Linked DNA regions of Dromaius novaehollandiae: region 2 is linked to region 1. A link is a contact called in public Hi-C data. All regions are on one chromosome and are shown on one strand. Each heading gives the region's core, a stretch centred on a gene start, on an enhancer-like site or on the middle of the called end of the contact. The rest is flanking DNA. Distances are from core to core; before and after follow the strand shown.

Region 1 (2,771 bases), core at 141-2,640:
TTAAAAAAAAAATTGTGACGCCTCAATTTGTGGTCATAAGTTTGTCTGTCCCTTCTCCTCCCTGTAGAACAAGCAGAATACCAACGTGTCCAGTGATGACTAATGGCACGTGCTGGGGAGGATGTGTCTAGGTGCAGCTGTTTGCCCGTGCATGTGCACATGAGGGGTTGCATCATGTGAGGGAAGGATGGGGAAGTGCCGCTATCAGGCTGTGCAGGAGTTGGAGGACTTGTGTGGGCAGGAAGGCTTGTGTGGGCACAGCAGGGTAAGGGCAGGCATGTGCTTCAGCTGCGTGTACAGTGTTCTCCATATGAGAGAGTGTGTGTGTGTCTCTGTGTGTGTGAGATATGTATGCTCACAAGGCTGCATATGCCTGTGAATGTGTGTTTGCACATCTGCATGTGTGCATCTGCGCACAGAGACTGCCAGTGATGGCACACTCAGGATGCCTGCGCTGGTAGGACTGCAGTGTTTCCACCTTGTACGTGTCTGTGTGCTACCACTCCCACTAACCCTCTCTCAGTCAAGGAGGAGGGTTTCTGGATCAGGCAGTAGAAATAGATTTGTGAGGATGTGCCCCCCTGTGCCAACCATCCTGACAGCCCTGTTTCCCTGGTTATTCACCACTTGGCCGCTCCTTCTGCCAGTCTCTAATGTTTTTTTATATTCAATTTTAGCGCCTCGACAGAAGTGTTGAATGTCACAGTGCAGTGTGTGACCACTTCATGAGTATTCCTGACTGCTGATTACTTTGCGAGCTTTGACAGGCAGGTTTTAACCCATGCACAAACTCTGTGATCAGGATGGAGGCACCCCATATGCAGGACTGAGCCAACCTTTCATCCTGTGCGGTGGAAGTCAATGCCCAGGATGAAGCATGAAGGCTCCTGCGCCATGAGGAACAGCCTGGGGTTGCTAATGTGATCCAGAGAGCCTGTATGCCTGAGCAGGTCTGGGGCAAATGCTACACAGAGCCTGTGGCTGAACTCTCCCCCCCCCCCCCCCCGAGCATCTGCATGAAGGGGCAAAAGAGGCGCACTCAGTATCCAGAACTTGCAATCCAGCTCCACACTTCAGCTATGAAGGAGCTAAGCAGGACTCAGTCGCTGCCGAAGAAGGAGCTCAGCGAAGGTGCTGCCTCCCTCCAATTTTATACAGTAAGGCAGTGAATCAAGCTGGGCACGAAGTAGCAGACATGGGTTTTTGGCCTTGTCACCCTGAGATAATTCAACCCCCCTCCCCCCCCGCCCCGTTCCCACCACTCAGGAGACTACCGTAACCACCAAAGTACAAAAATCTTGGGGTGGAAACATCTGTCAGCTTTCCTGTTGAGAGTGGTTGACGGCGCTGCAAAGAACGCCAGACTCCAGCTGTGAGAAGGCAGCAGTTTGGGCCGGCAGCAAGGCGAGGTCGGCCTCAGGCTGGTTTGGTGGTGGTGATTCATGTGGCGACAGCTTAATGTGTAATGCACAAACTGTTTTGGGCACTTAACTCCTTAGCGTCTGCCCAGAACTTATTTCACCTATGCGATACCTTTTTTAACCAGATCTGCAATCTTTTCTAAAACAGTTTGGCAAGGCCTGTTTTTCATAAAGTCATGCAGACTAGCACAAGCTGTTTTCCTAACCTTTAATTCTTTCCTGTAGTCGATCCAAGACTGAAGTCAGACTGGCTAGGCTTTTTTTTCTTTTTTTTTTTTTTAATGAGGGATTTCAGTTAGATCCATTTTGACTCCTCTGTGCATTTTTGTGTAAGAGTATGTTGGGAAAAGCTGGCCATGGAAATTCACCCTTTCTTCACCTTCCCACACATGATCACTAATGGCGCTAGGCACTTTATAATGGCTGAAAATGATCTCTCTTCACACTGACTTTTCCGTTATTTTTCACTGTTCATTCTCTTAAAATGAAAATGGAAAATAAAAAAGCGTATCCGTTTTTTGATTTCTTTTGGTTTAACACTTTTCTTTTCCCTCCCTCCTTTTTTTTCTGTAGAAAAATAGAAAAGAGGAAAAATACAAAAGGAAAAGGAAAGGTGAAAGCAATGCAAAAAAGAAAATTCTCTAAAGAGAAAACTTTTGCCAAAAACATGAAAAAAACAACAAAAATGGTTCTTTTTGAAATCTGTGGAATGGAATGATTTTTTTTTTTAATGCTCTCCCTTAGTCTACAGCCAGCTCTGCTTGTTAACAGATGGTTTAAATTTTTTCTCTTTTATCCAGGAGTTTCAATTTGGTTGTCTCACCCCCTTGTTGTCCAGTGTGGCTATTGAGCTCTGTTGGCACACTCAGTGACTGCGGCTGTGCGTGTGCCACACGTGAGCTGGGTAGGAGTGGAAACCCAAAATGAAAGGGAAGCCGTAATTCTTACTTTTGGCAATCTCCGCACTCGATCAGCCCATTTGTCTCCTTGATGGCTGGCTCATACACGAAGACAGGGTACTCCGTGTCACAGGGCTGCAAGGTGTCGTGCTTCTTATGCTTGTGAGCTGTGATGGTGAAAAGGAGACAAGATAAGAAATGAAGGTTAGAGGCTCATGAGGTAGAGGTCTTTATGGAGGTGACCATGTAAGAATTTAGGACTGGCCATCTGGGTGGGAGCAGAGGCCCATCCAGCCCTGTGTCTCTGATGTCTCTGTGTCACTGTCTCTGATGGTGGCCAAAGGCAGGTGCCCACCAGAGAGAAAGGAGACAGAGGTGAGAGGCAAGATGCTGTAGAAACTCAGCACTGCAGTGATCCCTGCTCCCACTAGGTGGTGTGGGAAACCCGATC
Region 2 (2,771 bases), core at 140-2,639, 140 kb after region 1:
AAACAGGGGAACTATTTTTTCACATAAAAATCAGAGATGATCAGTTTCAGTGTGATTAAAGATAAAAGCTGGGCTTTAGATACATTTACCACACATAGATGTAGGTGTAGATAAAACAGTCCATTCTTTCATGAATATTAATGAAAACATGTTTGTGATTTTAGGCAACCAGCAATTGTTATTAAAAATACGCTGACAGTTTTGAAAGAAGAGAGGCTGAAGGAAGATTCCACAAGGCTTCCCACATCAGTTCACCATTTTAAACTAGTCTGCAGTTTGCTCCTGAATTAATCCATAGTGAATGAAAGGTATTTCCCTGACCTGCGACTGTTCAGCTGACTGGCTGGGAACTGACTGGCGACTGTCTTCAGCTCGGGGCGAGGGAGGCATCCGAGCAAGGCAGCGCCAGCAGTGTCTCCTGTAGCCTCTGCTTACAGTTCAAGTCACTTCCCGTCACCCTAAATTGCCTCCAAGTCCATAATTAGCTCAGTCACCTGCCAACCTTCATAGCGCACACGCACGCTCCCTTCCTTCAACATTTGACAGCAGCTCTCTCAAAGAGGAGCTTTCAAAGAGATTTCCCCTCCACTTCAGAGGTTTTAATGCTGTGAGTCTGCCCTGAAAGGATGAAGATACAAATCACGTTGTGTATAGGAAATCATGAAATGCCTTGTTTGATTTCCTTCAAGGAGCATAAATTAGCTGAGGAAGCAAACCACTGCATTTCTTGCAAGAAGTTCATGTTGGTTGTGTAACCCCTTTTGGCCCTGGGCAATTGAGCCAGGAGTCCCTTGTTCTGGCTAACATCTCAGCACATCGGCAGACGTCTCCTCCCCACATGGGTGCTGGCCCATGAGGACGTCAGTCCAAGGGGAAAGAGTGACTCACAAGGATTTAGCCTGCTCTACGCATATATGTAATGAGAGCAAATAATCTCTCTCACTGCTAGAATGTGTAACAGTGTGCAAAGTACATGTCTGAGAAAATCAATATCTAGCAACCTCACTTATTCTGCTCCCTCCTGCTGTTGTTAATATCTGTAGCATGTGTGACAGTGAAGGGAGAGACAGCAGCGACCCGGCAAACCATTTACATGGACCAGGGATAGAGATGTCTACAGCATGCTTGAAGTAAATCTAAGAAATGCATTTGCTTTCCCTTACAAAAACTGGAATTTAATTTTACCAGAATGATAAATAAACAAACAAATAAATGTATGCATACAAATGTAACCAAAAAGAAAATTCTTAATTCCAAGTCATGATCTCTGTCTAACATCATCTGCTGTTTGCTAAAGAAACACATCGTGGCTGCCGGCCTTCTAGTTAGCACAGCACCAAGATTGAAGTTAACATCTTTCTGAGCCAAAGGCACCTAAAGTTTTAGACAGAAGCCAAGCAGTTGTGCCCTGAGGGATTCCTTCACATGAAATCTGATGTGCATTAAGCAGGCAGGCCAGCACTGAAATCTCATTAGCAATGGTTATTCGCTGTAGCTCTGACCTTAGCCTAATTCATTCAAGTGATGCTGGAGTTAATTAGTGTTTTCAGTTTGGAGTGGTTCTCTTCTCTAGCTGCAGTTTAAATCTGGATCTAGTCTGCTCGCCAGGTCTATAAATCCACTGGAAAGAAAAAGCACTACCTGTCTTTCCTTGTACTCTAACATACAGTATCACATTCTGACAGCCACTAAGCTACTTTATGTCTGTGTAAGGCCCAAAATGTCATAGCAGGCAGCAGTGAAATGCATGTGATGTTGTGGCTTGCACACCAGTAATTTTGATGGAGCGCTTCCACTCTCAACAGTTAAAAACCTATTGGACCGTAATGTCTTTGCCCATTTTCAAAGCATTACTTTGCAAGAAACGAAGACCCCATCTAAGAGGTGATGATGGGTGGAGCCAGCAAAGCTGCTCTGGCAGCACCAGGCCCCTGGGAGTGCTGGCAAAATGCTGGTTTGAAGGGGCAGGTCCACACGCTGGTTCTCACTGGATGTGGGTCAGCATTTATAACTGCTGCACCCAACTGGGGGCAGATGGGCAGCAGCATCTACTGGTTGTGACAGGCAGGTCATACTTTCCAGCATACTTTCTAATTTCCCCACACTTTCCAGCTGTAAGATCCAGCTAAGTATCAGCTACCCATGAAGGGCCCCTGTAGGTCTGCTGTAGGGAAATCTGCAACTAAACACAGCAGCTGGGTTTTACAGTGTATGCTGTTACACAACATTATGGTTGTCCCCTTGCAATCTTCAAGGCACAGGGCCACCTCTACCAGGACATTTCACCTGCTCTCATGTTCTAACAAATTTTCCTTACAACATTTGTGCCTCCACCCTGCAAACTGAGACCACTTAGGAGATGAATTCCTGAGCTTGGGCTGTGGCTCTGGAAATACAGGGTCAGTACACAAGGCCCAAGGCCTAGCACTCCTCATCCTCTAGCATCCTCTGGGGATGTAAAGAGTGCCCAGGACTTTGCAAATCCTTTGCTGGGGCACCTCCAAACTCTGCTGTCTTTATCTGCAAGTCCTTGATTCAGCTTTTTCCTGTCTTTAAAGTGCCATAAGCTCTCACTTGTCTCTTAGAGTTTTTCCAGAGCTCTGCTGACTCTTCTCTCTGCTGATCTCTGGCTTCACGTCTACTAATAGCTGCTTTCTCCTTGTCTACATGTTTAAGGCAGAAACAGAAAACGTGAAGTTATTCACTTCCACAGCCTTCCCTCCAAGGACGATCTCCAGCAGCAAATAGTAGGCTGTTGTCCTTTCTCATCT

The links. Hi-C and Micro-C count contacts between places; a contact is called where the count stands out from the background.
Region 2: a contact with region 1 is called in a Hi-C map of ovary, with 4 times the contacts expected there. The contact joins two enhancer-like sites. A contact is called at or near these places in 3 of 4 Hi-C or Micro-C datasets (brain, liver and ovary).

Annotation. Positions count from the first base shown.
Region 1 is chr1:64,992,626-64,995,396 of bDroNov1.hap1, forward strand. CACNA2D4 (calcium voltage-gated channel auxiliary subunit alpha2delta 4) reads right to left here. Exons shown (of 40, transcript XM_064509925.1): 37 at 2,370-2,487. Among named protein-coding and RNA genes, the nearest start is that of LRTM2, 27 kb to the right of the region's middle. Within about 2 kb of position 1,391, at least 2 of the 2 cell types and tissues checked have open chromatin away from gene starts, as enhancers often do.
Region 2 is chr1:65,129,587-65,132,357 of bDroNov1.hap1, forward strand. No RefSeq gene overlaps it. Among named protein-coding and RNA genes, the nearest start is that of CACNA2D4, 8.1 kb to the left of the region's middle. Within about 2 kb of position 1,390, at least 1 of the 2 cell types and tissues checked has open chromatin away from gene starts, as enhancers often do.